2 separate regions of the Mus musculus genome follow, and region 1 is linked to region 2. Evidence: chromatin contacts called from public Micro-C data. All regions are on one chromosome and are shown on one strand. Each heading gives the region's core, a stretch centred on a gene start, on an enhancer-like site or on the middle of the called end of the contact. The rest is flanking DNA. Distances are from core to core; before and after follow the strand shown.

Region 1 (6,204 bases), core at 2,190-4,689, 100 kb before region 2:
GGTTGGTAGAGTGCTTGTCTAGAATACATGATGCCCCAGGGTTTAATCCTGAACACTATAAGAAAAAGAAAAAAAGAGGGGAGCAGGAACAACAAAAGCATGAATACAGAGCTGGGAAAAATCTGATGCCTGGGCTCAGCAGTTAAGTAATTATACTCACTGCTCTTCAGGAGGACTAGAGTTCAGATCCCAGCTCCCAAGTCAGGCAGATCACAACTGCCCGGAACTATGGCTCCAAAGAAATCCAACACCACCTTCTGGTCTCTAAGGGAAAAATATGCATATACATGCATATAAATAAAAATAAATCTTTCTTTAAAAAAAAAATCCGGTAATCAAAACCGCTCTCAGGGCCAGTAAGATGGCTTGGTAGATAAAGGCATTTGCCAAGCCAGCCTGGAAACCTGAGTTCAACCCCTAGATGCCAGCTCACTACAAAGCAAAAGACATACAGAAGATGAGACTTCTCGTTTCACAGAGACTGAAGGTCACGAGATATAACAAGCTTGCCCACAGTGACCCAGGAAGCAAGAGGGGGGCTGGAATGTAACTCCAGTCTTTCCAATCCAGTACTAACGAGTTAATAAGTCTTCTTGAAAGCAATATTTTATATTTAATTTCCACAAAAGAAACATTTTAAGAAAAAGCATGCCGTCCATCCACAGGGCCTACAGCAAGAAGGAATTCATTCTGAGGGATTTCCAAAGGCTCCAGAGAGGATACAGTATCTTATAAGAATCTTTTGAAACTAGAGAAAGCAGAAGTGGGGGACCCTCAAATCAGAAGAAAGAGTATAAATCAAGAACATCTGAAACTGCTTGGTGTGATCAGAGCAACGGTAGTCTTACAAGGTAATGTGGAAAGGAGATGGCCAGGACAGGGTGACTGCACTGCACTGCCAGGGACCTCCCACACTGCGTTTATAACTGTACTCTAAGCTCCAAATCCCAGGTGCTTAGACGCTTGCAGGACCAGAGGCTGCCATGTGTCTGGGAAAGAGAATCCTGGAAACCAGGCAAAGTAGAGAGAAAGCAACAGTGGCCTGAAGACAACTGACTGCTTCCAGCCTGCAGGGGAATCTGAGGACTCAGACATATCAGCACTAAGCGGCATTTTAAGAGCTTGAGTGAGGATGACATTACTTCACATCGCCCCCTCTGCCTCTCTATCCTGCAAGGCAGGTCTCAGCATTCTTCCCATTTCACAGATGACAAAACTAGCTCAGAGGCCATTAGCTGCTCCAAGTCAAATGATGCAAAAAAACAGGGGCAAAGCTCAGGCTTGGTGCATTTCCACACAAAAGAAGAAGAGCAAGTCCAACACTTTTAAAGAGCCCTGGGATAAAATCAGGCACAGATGGAGCTACACAACAAATGGGAGCAAGCAAAACACCATTAAGTTTCTTTTTTAAATGTTCATAATTTGTATATCAAATCAATCATTCTTTAAAATTCTTAATTTGCCTTGTTAAATGTTGCCATGTTAAAAATATTTACCCTTATGTTCAAAGAACAATACATGTATCTCTATGACACTAAATAAGAGTAAAACTCTCCTACTTTCTTAATGAAAATAGGCTCATATAAAACCTGTTACAGTCAATTTGAAGGCCTATTTTGTTTTACATTCTGAGAATTTAATAGCGGACTTCATCTGGGCTACATTTCCAGCCCTAACTACTTTTTAAATGATTAAACATTTGTGGCGTCCCAGCGATGGGGAGGCTGACATGGGAGGACCCCTGAGGCTTGCTGGCCAGTCACCCTTGCTGAACTAGTGAGTTCCAGGTTCAGTGAGAGACCATGACTCAAATCCCAGCATTTCAAAGTCAGAGGCAGACATAGCTCTAAAGTACTTGGCCAGCCTAATCTACCTAGTGAGACCCTATCTCAAAAGTAACACCTGAGGGCTGGAGAGATGGCTCCGTGATCAAGAGCACGGGCCGGTCTTCCACAGGACCGGGGTTCAATTCCTAGCAACTGCACAGTGGCTCACAACTGTATGTAACTCCAGTTCCAGGGGATCTGACACCCTTACACAGATATACATGCAGGTAAAATACCAATACACATCAAATAAATATTTTTAAAACAATTATAAAAAACATCTGATATTGATCACTGGCCTCCACGCGTTAAATATACATGCACCCAAACACACACATTAATATATAATTATAATTCAATGTTTGTCTAAGAGAAGATAGTGGGGAAATATGATAAAGGGACATTATAGAGATATATAAATGAACTTGTGAAAGAACACGTTTTAAAAGTACATCAGTTGGCAAGAATAGCAACTAAATCTACAATAATAAGTATCAACTGCAAGAAGCCTCCATGGGTATTTCAAATGCACAGTTCCAGAATGGTTTTTGTCATAAAGATCCTGAGACCTAGTTAAGAATGGTTCAGCCCAAAACATCTGCGGGCGAATATTTGACCTTCAGAATGCAGAGTGACAGATATTTTTCCCCTTCTTTTAAATCTGAAGTCTCTAAAACCGACAAAGTGTCATGCAACGGGTCCTATACTGGTGGCAGAAATCTTGCGTGGGGTTTTCACTGCATAGGCTTTTCCATGGCATCACCTGTTATCCAAACTGCACGTCCCCGGCTCCTCGGCAAGCCTCTCCTACCGTTTCCTTAGCAAGCCAAGAACCAGAAACGCAAAATGCATTGTCAGTTACTTGGGCAACAAGGCAAAGCAGGTGATGAGACCCAAGAACCCCGTTTAGTAAATGACTCCGGAGTCGCATGTCCCCCTCCCGTTTATCCCCCATCTCACTTTTCTTGGTTAAACCTTTAAGGTTTGTCTACAGAAGGGCAAACACTGAAGGGAGGGGCTGCCAGGTTCGGGGTCTGCTCCCCACTGCTCGCCCTGTCCTGGCCTCTACGCAAAGCGCTCAGCCCTGGCCCGGCGTCCACCGGGAGCTCCCGGGACGCCGGCCGGAAGCCGGGCCGCGAGGGTCCGGGCGGTGGCGCGCGCAGGCCGGCGACTCCGGGGCCTGTCACTTCTGCCCTCGGCCGTCACCTTCTTCGACCCCGCGCCATAGGCCCGCGTGCCCGCCACTCACCGCGCCGCGCCCGCCCCCGACCGCCGAAGGACAAAGCTGAGGGCGCGGGGCGAGGCGAGGCCGCTGTCCTCAGGCCGGGCCGCCTCAGCCCGCCGCGGCCCATTGTGCGCACTCATCGCACGCCGCCCGCGGGGTCCTCGAGCCGGACATCCCTCTGGCCCGCCACCCGCCACGGCCCCGCTCCCGGCCGCCGCCTACCTGCCAAGGCTACCGGGTGGGCGCCTCTCCTTGCGCTCCGAGGGCTGCAGGCGGCTGCCGAGCGCCGGGCGGCCCTGGCCTGCGCCTTACGTAAAGCGGCGGCGGCCCCAGCGCCAGGCGGCGGAGGGCGGGAGGCGGCGCGCGGCAGCCGCTCCGCTGCGTTACCTGGCAACAGCCTCAGCGCCCGGCCAGCCAACGCCGCGTTCCATATCCTTCCGCCCAGGCGCCGGGATTACATCAGCGCGCCGGGGCTCCGCCCTCGTGCTGTGTGGGTGGGGGAGCAGCAGGCGCGCAGGACTGGATTCTGGGGTCCTGAAGATCCTGACACCACGAGGCCGACCTGAGGATCCGAGGCTTTGAAGCTTTACCAGGCCCTGAGAGAGGGCTCCTGGGTCGGTGACCTCCCGCTGGGTCACTGAGACCCGGCTTTGCAGAGCCCTTCCAACACAAACCCCCGCGTTACACCTGTCCGCGCCCCCTCTTCGCCATGTCCTGGAATGGCTGGAGTGGGCGGCTTAACATAAAGACTTCAATTAAAAACAAAAAGTGACATGGCTTTTTTATGTTATTATTAAGTAGGCAAAAAATAAAAGACCTTCTGGAAGATTCGGAAGTGGGAGCCAAAAATGTGCACTAACCTTTTAATCAAAAGCCTCTTCCCACCTACTCACCTTCCCTAAATGTGACTCCTAGGCTCTTCCAGAAAAGCAGATGTAGATGTCAGAAGTACCAGGAAGAAAAGCCAGAGATGTGCCTTCTATACAAAGGCAAGAACAGGTCCCGTAGGGGAGTGACCTGCATGTAGTTCATCAAACTCATTGAGCACCGCCAGGCACCAGGCCCTGTTCTTGGGTTCAGAGTCTGAGACCCGGAGTTCCCAAGCTCAGCTCAGGCTTCTGGGAGGAGCAGAGAACTGGAAGTACTTTTCTGCTGAGGTAGGCTGGACTCTTGTATGCAAGCCAAGGTCAGGAACCTAAAAGAACTGTCCTTTCATAGAATCCATACTGTTCCAACAAACATCTTTTCACTCTCCCGGAGAAACCCAAAGTAAAGCCTTCCTGGAGAGACCCGGAACAGGCTGGGGAGTGGGTGACGCCTCGGGATGGAGGCAGAATTTGAGCACAGGCCTTTGGCTCTATTGTCGGGGATCTTTTCCTTCACCCAAGTCTTACCCTTCCTTAGTTTGCTCCCCCTTTTGTTGCCTCGGGGTTCATTTGAGGTGAGTCACAAGCCACAGTTTTATTTACTACACATCTTTTGGTTACCTGTTCCAGGGCGGGCAGCCAGGCAAACTCATATAACATGCGAGAGAGTGGAAAATCCAGGGTCATCTGAGAGTGAAGGTGGGCATAAATGGTGTCAGGATCTTCAGGACCTCAGAAGCCAGGCTTGCACAGACCAGGGAAACATTTCCCTAAATATGGAGAATTTGCACACATTTTTTGGTACATACATCCATAATAACATTAGTGTCTCCTAGTCTGTACCTTCTGTAAAGGCATATCGATAGTAGGGCAGTTTTAAAAGAGTAACAAAGTATCGCAAACATATGAAAGGAAAGATAACACAGCCACTTTGTAGCCATCCTGTTGACTATAATCTGTGTGTATGTGTTCCTCGGGTGATTGTGGGCAGGCACCTGTGGAGGTCAAAGGGTAACATCAGTTATCAATCACACTCCATCTTATGTTTTTTAGACTTATTTATTGATGTGTACTAATGGATCGCAGTGTGGGGTCAGAGGACAACCCACAAGAGTCCGTTTCTCTCCTTCTACCGTGTGAATTCCAGGGATCAAACTTAGGTCCTCAGGGCAACAAACTTTTACCCACCGAGAATCTCTCATCAGCCCTCTGTCTTTTGTGTTTGTGTGTGTGTTTTGGTTTTTAACCTTGTGAGACATTGCCTCTCACGGAACCTGGAGCTCATAGGTTCAGCTAGACTGGCTTGCTAGCCAGCTCGGGGCCGGGGGGGGGGGGGGGGGGGTGGGGGGTGGGGGGGGGCTTCCTGTGCTCCCTCCCCAGTGCTAGAATTAAAGGCATGCACTCCTTAGGCCAGGTGTGGTAGTGTGCCAACACCCAAGAAGCAGTGGCAGGCCTCCTGATCTCTGTGAGTTCAAGGCCAACCTAGTCTACATAGTGAGTTCCAGGTGTACATAGTGATGTACATAGATGTCATAGTGACATAGTGACACCCTGTCTTAATAAGAAAAAAAGAAAAGAAAAGAAAAAAAGAAAAAGGCATACACTCTTGCTCCCACTTATTTTTTAAATGTGGATACTGGGGATCCAAACTCATGCAGGTGCTTTTACTAACTGGGCAGTCTCCCCAACCTCCCCCCGCCCCCCCAAAACAAAAAACTTTACTTTTGTTACTCAATCACAGGCCAGGTTTTTTTTTATAAACCACTGATTACTAAACCTTGAAGAATTTCCTGAAAGAAAAAAAAATCATAGTAGCTTGGAGGATTTGGAGGCAGTGAGGAAGTCACAGAAGACTGAAAGTGGTTTCCTTTGTCTTAATGAAGTAACGCCTGCAATTCCGACTGTACTGATCGGGAGCTCTGGAAGGTGTGTGGACTGCAGTCTCAGGACCTTTGCACCTGTGGAACCTTTGCCCAGGCTCTCCAGATCTTTGCCTCGCTGGCTCCTTCCCGTTCCAAGGTCAGGTCCAGTGTCAGCCATACATATATACTTTCCCTGATGCCAATTTATAGCAGTCTGCTTCCCAGTCCTGCAGTGTTTCTCGGGTCCCAGTTCTGAGCAATACTTGAGAGTATCTTGTTTGTGTGTTGGTTTTCACATTGAGACCCTTTTTCCAGGAGAGTGGTGTCCTTGTCCAGGGGGTTCATTTATGCAATTTGGTCTTCTATGGCTACTCTTTCGGAGAGCTCAGACTCAGCAGTACCCTGCCTTCCACTTGCCACTCTAC
Region 2 (6,240 bases), core at 818-3,317:
AGAACAGGAGTCAAGTAAAAGGCAAGTAAAAGGACTGGTCTCAGAGGCTAAGACTGTGGACTTGCTACTAGGAATCAAGACTTTCCTATTCTCACGTTTCCTACAGCAGTCGAAATCCCCTTCTGCTTACCCAGACTCCCAAAACTGGAGAATGTTCATTTAAACTAAACACAGGCCACTGAAGGAAGACTTCACTTAATATTTCTTAGTAACTCTCCGGGCTGATCTTTTCAAGCAAACGAATACTTTTATTAACATGTAAGATTTTGTTTTCAACATGGTAAGGGTTTTGACCTCAAACGCTTATCAGGTCTGCCACTCATACATTTATAGTTCGACTACATATGAACCTTTAAGACGCCTCTTCTTTTAAGTTTTGGGTCCATTGCAGGTTTTCCTTCCTAGGCCACACAGGGTATTGCAAGGATCTTTCATTTTATGGCCAGGATCTCCTCGAATATATGGGGATACCAACTTGTACAGACTAACAAGACCTCTTCTCCCATCCGAGGTTCCATTTCTTTTAGAAATGAGTTAGGCTGTCCCAACAAACTCACCAGGCAGGTTACAATAGATAGTGTAGCACATAAAATTTAAATTTTGCACAAAATACATCTCTCCTCCTTTGGTCTCACACAGAAATTAAAGTCCCCCAATAGAAACAATACTATCCTCCGACCCTTCTCCCAGGTCATCAGTCCTAGCCATGTAAGGCCCATCCACTGTCCCGGATGAAGTCTGGTCTCTTCTGCCATTGCTGCATGGAGTCTTCGAGAATTAACACAGCTCCTTCAGAACTTTCAGAGGCGGTGAGCTTCAACTCTGAGTCTCAAGTGTCACAGAGATTCAAAGTTCAGGGAGCTATCAGGTCACCCAAGAAAGAGCAAAGCACCTCAAAATTTAGGAACAACAACCAAAGGCCAGGAATGAACGTTATTCAACTGCCACAGGGCTTACAATCTAGGCCCTAATTCCCGTATGTGAGCGCATTTTCCAAATCAAAGTTATTTCCCCCAAACAAACAAAAAAAAGGAACCACCGAATAATCAAAAACTCATATCGAGGTCGTCAACCGCAGACCATAGCAGAAACGTAGTGTCAGTGAGAAACAGAGGGAAGACAGAGGGGAAAAGAAAAAAAAATAAGAAGGAGATAAAAAAAAAAAAAAAGGAAAACAAAAGGCTCTCTGGTTTCAGCTTCTCCAGGGTGTCATGTCAGCCAATCGCCATCACTCAACCAGAATCCATTGGCTGGAAACCTAAGGCACGGGCGGGAGAGATTCATCACCGAGAGGTTAATCACGCTGTCCGGACAGCAAAGCAAATACCCGGCCCCCTTCTGGACGCTGTCTCACTTAGGGCCCCATGCTCTCCAGCACCATCTGGAAACTTCCACGGTCTCCCCGCCGACGATTTGCTATTACTCCTTCCCCAGGGGGGGCCTAGTTTACTCCCGAGGCGACAAGCCAGCCTCCTCCCCCACCGTCGCCCACGCCCCGCCAGGCTCCCGCCCTTACCGCGGCCGGCTCCTCACGAAGACTCGCTCTTCTCTATCCGCCGCACGAGCTGCACCAGCATCTCGGCCATCTTCGCCATCTCCTGCGCCTTCTCGTCGGCCTTCTCCGCCCGGGGGCCGCGGGGCTCGGCGCCGCCGGCACCCTGCAGGTGGTTGAGGGCGCTCTCCTCGGAGGCCTCGACCTGCGTCTTGATCTGGATCAGCATATTGTCCATCTCCCACAGCTTGCCCCGGTTGCGCGCCGGCGCGCGCCCGCGCTCGCGCGTCAGCGACGCGATGTCCTCGCGCATCTCGTGGATGACGGGCAGCAGAAACTGCTCGAAGTCCTCCTCGGGCTCCAGCACCTCCACCTCCTCGGGCTCCGCCAGCTCCACCGCGTCCAGGGGCCGCATCGCCGCTGCTCTGCTCGTCTGCACGACCCTCACGGACGGAGCTCGGGCCGAGTCCTCAAAACTTCCGCCGCCGGTCCAACTTTCCGCCTCGGAGAAGCCACGGAGACGAGTGACTGCCGAGCGGGCGAGCGACGAACAAAATGGAGTCTCAACCGTCAACCAGCGCTCGGCGCTTTGCGACCCCTTTCACGACACCTCCGCGCCCCCTCTTTACGGCCGCGCTGAAAGGGGCGGGCGCGCTCGCGTCCACGAAGGGGCGGGGCGAGCGCCTCTGCGGCCGCGCGCTGACATTAGGTCGGCCTCCCTTTCGCAGCTTTTGCAGCTGCTCTGGGTGATGCGAAGTTCGTCCCTTCCTGTATCTTATTCCGATTTTATTTATTTACTTTTTGAAACAGGACCTCACGCTGTAGCCAAGGCTGGCCTGGAACTCAATTATTTGGCTTAAACTGATCTTGAACTCTAGGCAGTCCTCTTGCCGTAGCTTCCCGTGTCGCAGGTGTGAGCCACCGCACCCGACAAGTTTACTTTTAAAAAAGAAAAAGAGCCCGCCTTTAATTCCAGCACCTGGGAGGTAGAGGCGGCAGGCAGACCGATCCTTGAGTTTGAGGTCATCCTGGTGTACATAGTGAGTTCAGTACATAGACCCTGTTTCAAAACAAATCAAAACCACCAAACAAACAACAACAACAACAACAAAAACAGTTTTTCGAAACTGGGGAAAGAGGAATCTTGGAAAGCCATGTGTGGACAGTCATCCTGCTCATAGCTCCGCCCCTTTGGTTAGTTTAAGTGAATTATCATATCTTGATTGACGGAGTGGCTGGGTGTGTTTTTACCTGACAGAGCTCCTGGCTTCCTAAGGTGAAACTATTGTCTGATGCTTTCTGAGGCCCCAGGTCACATTCAGTTGGTGATCACTTGCTGTGGAAAGGACAGAAGTTGGCTCAGACGACTACATTTGCGTAACTGTTACTCAACCAACACTGAACTTTAAGGGGAGATGCCGAATTCTTAGTCTACGATCAGACAGTACTTTCTCAGGAATCTAAACTATGTATCTCACTGGTTTTCTAACCACAAGTCGTGAAACCATTTTGCAAAAACCAACCATAGGCATATATAAAGTGCATATCTTTAATTGGACTCTACACTCAGTGGCTTTTGTTTAAAAATAATCCAGGGTAAGAACATGAATAAGCAAATGGTTCAGAGGACAATGGGATACTGTTGCACACTGCATCAGGATACTTAGACTGCAGAACCCTGACATGGGGAAAGGCTGGTATACATTGATCCCAGGAAATTCTCTTCTTTCTCTCCCTCTCGCTACTACTCTCCCTTCCCCTCCCTCACCCTCTCACTCTGCCCCTCCCTCCCGTCTTAATTGGTGGGAATGTGATCTCTATGGCTAAGACAGCTTCTACTGTACAACCCAGCAAATTAGTTGAACCCATGAATCCACCCAAAACCCTGCACATGGATTGTACCCATTAGTGATTCCCTCTGAGTTACCAATAATGTATCAGTGTCACATTAAGGAAAGAAACAGAAGCAATTCTTCTTGGAGTTGTTTAACTAAGAGTGAGTCCAGATCCGAACTGTGTGTTTCAGGCTCCCTGTGTTGTCTGTCCTCTGTCTGTCTGTTGTGTGACTCTGAATCTGTGCCTGCCTAAAGGCTCTCTTGGGAATCTGTTTATCTCTGACTCTGTCTGTCCTTCTGTGAGGGGTGTGTCTGTCCTTAACAAAGGGCTTTGCTTCATCTTTACTGAGTGACTTTGAAAGCATCAGCATCGAATGGGGAAGGAATGGGGCACTTTGTAGAAATCTTTAACAAAGGATTAAGTCACTGATGCCAACTAATCCCGACTGACCCAGATCACAAACTTATCATTATTTTTCAACAGATAATCATCGGTTGCTTTCAAACTTTATAGTAGATTTTAGGAAGTTGCTTCCAATTTTTGTATTTGCTGTTTTGTCTGGGTCAGCGGCATGGAAGAGTACATAATGTAATAGCTAAGTATTAGCTTAGGTTGTAAAAGTGGATTACATGGGAAATTCAAGGCAAGTAAGGCTGGTTGTTACATTGTTCCCTTAAAGGGGAGTTATACCAACAGTTTGAGTACACAGTAGGCCAGCAGTCTTAAGTGACCTTGAAAGATTCTCGAATTCCCGGCCCATGTACCAAATGAAAGACCCTCGAGGGAAGACCCTCACTCAGACACTCAAGTCCCGGGACAGCCGCGTACCCAAGAAGACACTGAGACCATACATAAAATGTAGAAGGCAAGATTTAATAAAGCAGCGACATGAAAGCACACAGACCAGAGCTCTGGGGTCGAAATAAAGCAGCAACATGAAAGCACACAGAGCTCTGGGGTCGAAACTCATACACCTTTGCACAGGGTAGAGGAGTCTCGACGGTCAGCCAGAATTTTTCACAGGCTTATATAGTAAAACTCAAAGGGGGAGAACTGGGCAGGGAAAGTACAAGTTTACATCACTAGGGAGTTCTGCCAAAGGAATCTACGTAACTAAGGAGTCATGTCCTATCAAGGAATCTACGTAACTAAGGAGTCATGTCCTATCATTTGGCAATGTACCCGGTTCATTTTGAGGTTGTTTCAGGAGGCCTTTATCTCAAAAATGTTCTTGGTCGAACTTTAGGGTGAGGAGTTTTGGGGTGAAAAGTTTAGGAGTGTTCTGGGAACAATCTCTAGATGGGAGGGGGTGGGCTCCGAGGTAAAAAATTCATGTTTTCACAAGAGGCCAGTAATTTTCTATTCTTCAACCTCAAGGTATATTATTAACTTTGGCTGTTCAGCAAAAGTTCCCGTCTCTTAGAATGTAAGATATTTTCATTGCCACAGCCAGGCACATAACGTTTATGCTCCTTTATTTGTTACTGCCCAAAGTCCAAAGCAAACAGCCTTCTGTAAGTCAATGGACGATGGAATATTATTTAGCACTAACAAGAATAAGCAACCAAAAATGAATAGACTCACTGGGTCTTAACTGTTGCTGGATGGAGGAAACCCCTTGTATATCAATCACATGGTTCTAACTACTCAACCTTCCAGAAAGGGCAGAATGGGGACACAGAAAGGTGGAGAGTTGGCTCAGGATGGAGGGACAAACAGAGAGAGAATGGAGGCTTTTTAGGGCAGTGAAGCTGCTCAGAGACAGTCATGTTGCCTGCATGCTAGCAACTGTCTGAATCCACAGTTGCCAAGTGTGAACCCTAACAGAACAGAGGTGCTGCGTGCTGTAGGCTCACTGATGGTAACAGTGCGCTGGGGGGTCGGGCTGTTGGTAGGAGAAGCTGGGGATGTGTGGGAGCTCTGCACTTTCTGCTCATCTTCCTTAGGAACCTGAAAACACTGAAAAAAAAAATGGTGTGAAAGGGGACTAGGGGATGGGACAGGCTGGGGACCACGCTGGGAGATAACGTACTTGCTGTGCAAACTCAAAGACCCGAATGCAAACCCTCACTATCCATTTGGTGAAGAGGGGGTAGTGGCTTATGTCTGTAACCCTAGCAGATTGTGTGTGTGTGTGTGTGCGCGTGCACACGCACATGTGTTCATATGTGCATGTAGACGGGTGGATCCCAAGCTTGCTGGCCAGCCAGTCTAGCTGAATTGTGGACTCCAGATTCAGGGGAGAAACCTTGTCCCAAAACAGAATAAGGTGGAGAGCAATAGAGGAAGACACCTATGTAGACCTCTGCTCTCCACTCTAACACAAATGGTCACACACACACACACACACACAAATGGGTCAGGACCAAATGACTCTTGGTGCTTGGTGGACAGGGAATAAAACATACGTGTGCAGTGTTCACCACGTGGAATTTGGCCATCGCTTTGTTTTCTATAGTTTCTGTTCTGTCTTCTTCTGGCTATTTGGTTTTTTAATGTTTGTTTTGTACAGACTGGGGTAGGGAGGAGGTGTCCTTGCTCTTTTTGGATTCACGGGAGGTAGTGGGTCATTTGCAGGAGTCAGTTGGTTCTTTCCTTCCACATGTGAGTCTGAGGGATCAAACTCAGGTTTTAGGCTTGGCAGCAAGTGCCTTACCTGCTGAGCCATCACATTTCCCTCTGTAACCCAACAGCCGTGCATGCATGCTCATGTGTGTGCATGCGTGGGGCTGTCTTTTGTTGCTATTGCTCTTTACCTGTGCTGGCTTTACATGATGTTAGAGATTTGAACACAGGTCTTTTCTTTTCTTTTTAAAGACAGGTTTCTCTGTGTAGCCCTGTCTGTCCTGGAACTTGCTCTGAACTGAGAAATCCGCCTGCCTCTGTCTCTTCAGTGATGGATTAAAGGCGTG

Evidence for each region. Hi-C and Micro-C count contacts between places; a contact is called where the count stands out from the background.
Region 1: a contact with region 2 is called in a Micro-C map of embryonic stem cells, with 5 times the contacts expected there. The contact joins the promoter of D5Ertd579e here to the promoter of Mrfap1 in region 2. A contact is called at or near these places in 13 of 484 Hi-C or Micro-C datasets (the C2C12 cell line, CD4 T cells, CD8 T cells and 8 more), 2 of 115 datasets of contacts at active chromatin or transcription factors (memory CD8 T cells and trophoblast stem cells) and 3 of 9 other capture datasets (adipose tissue, liver and pancreatic islet).

The regions. Positions count from the first base shown.
Region 1 is chr5:36,692,582-36,698,785 of GRCm38.p6, forward strand. D5Ertd579e (DNA segment, Chr 5, ERATO Doi 579, expressed) reads right to left here and starts at 3,440. Exons shown (of 9, transcript NM_001081232.3): 1 at 3,274-3,440. It overlaps Gm32725 (a long non-coding RNA gene), which reads right to left. Exons shown (of 3, transcript XR_868354.3): 3 at 5,653-6,204.
Region 2 is chr5:36,794,687-36,800,926 of GRCm38.p6, forward strand. It overlaps Mrfap1 (Morf4 family associated protein 1), which reads right to left and starts at 2,068. Exons shown (of 2, transcript NM_026242.3): 1 at 1,517-2,068; 2 at 181-1,258. The coding sequence starts at 1,907. The coding sequence ends at 1,530.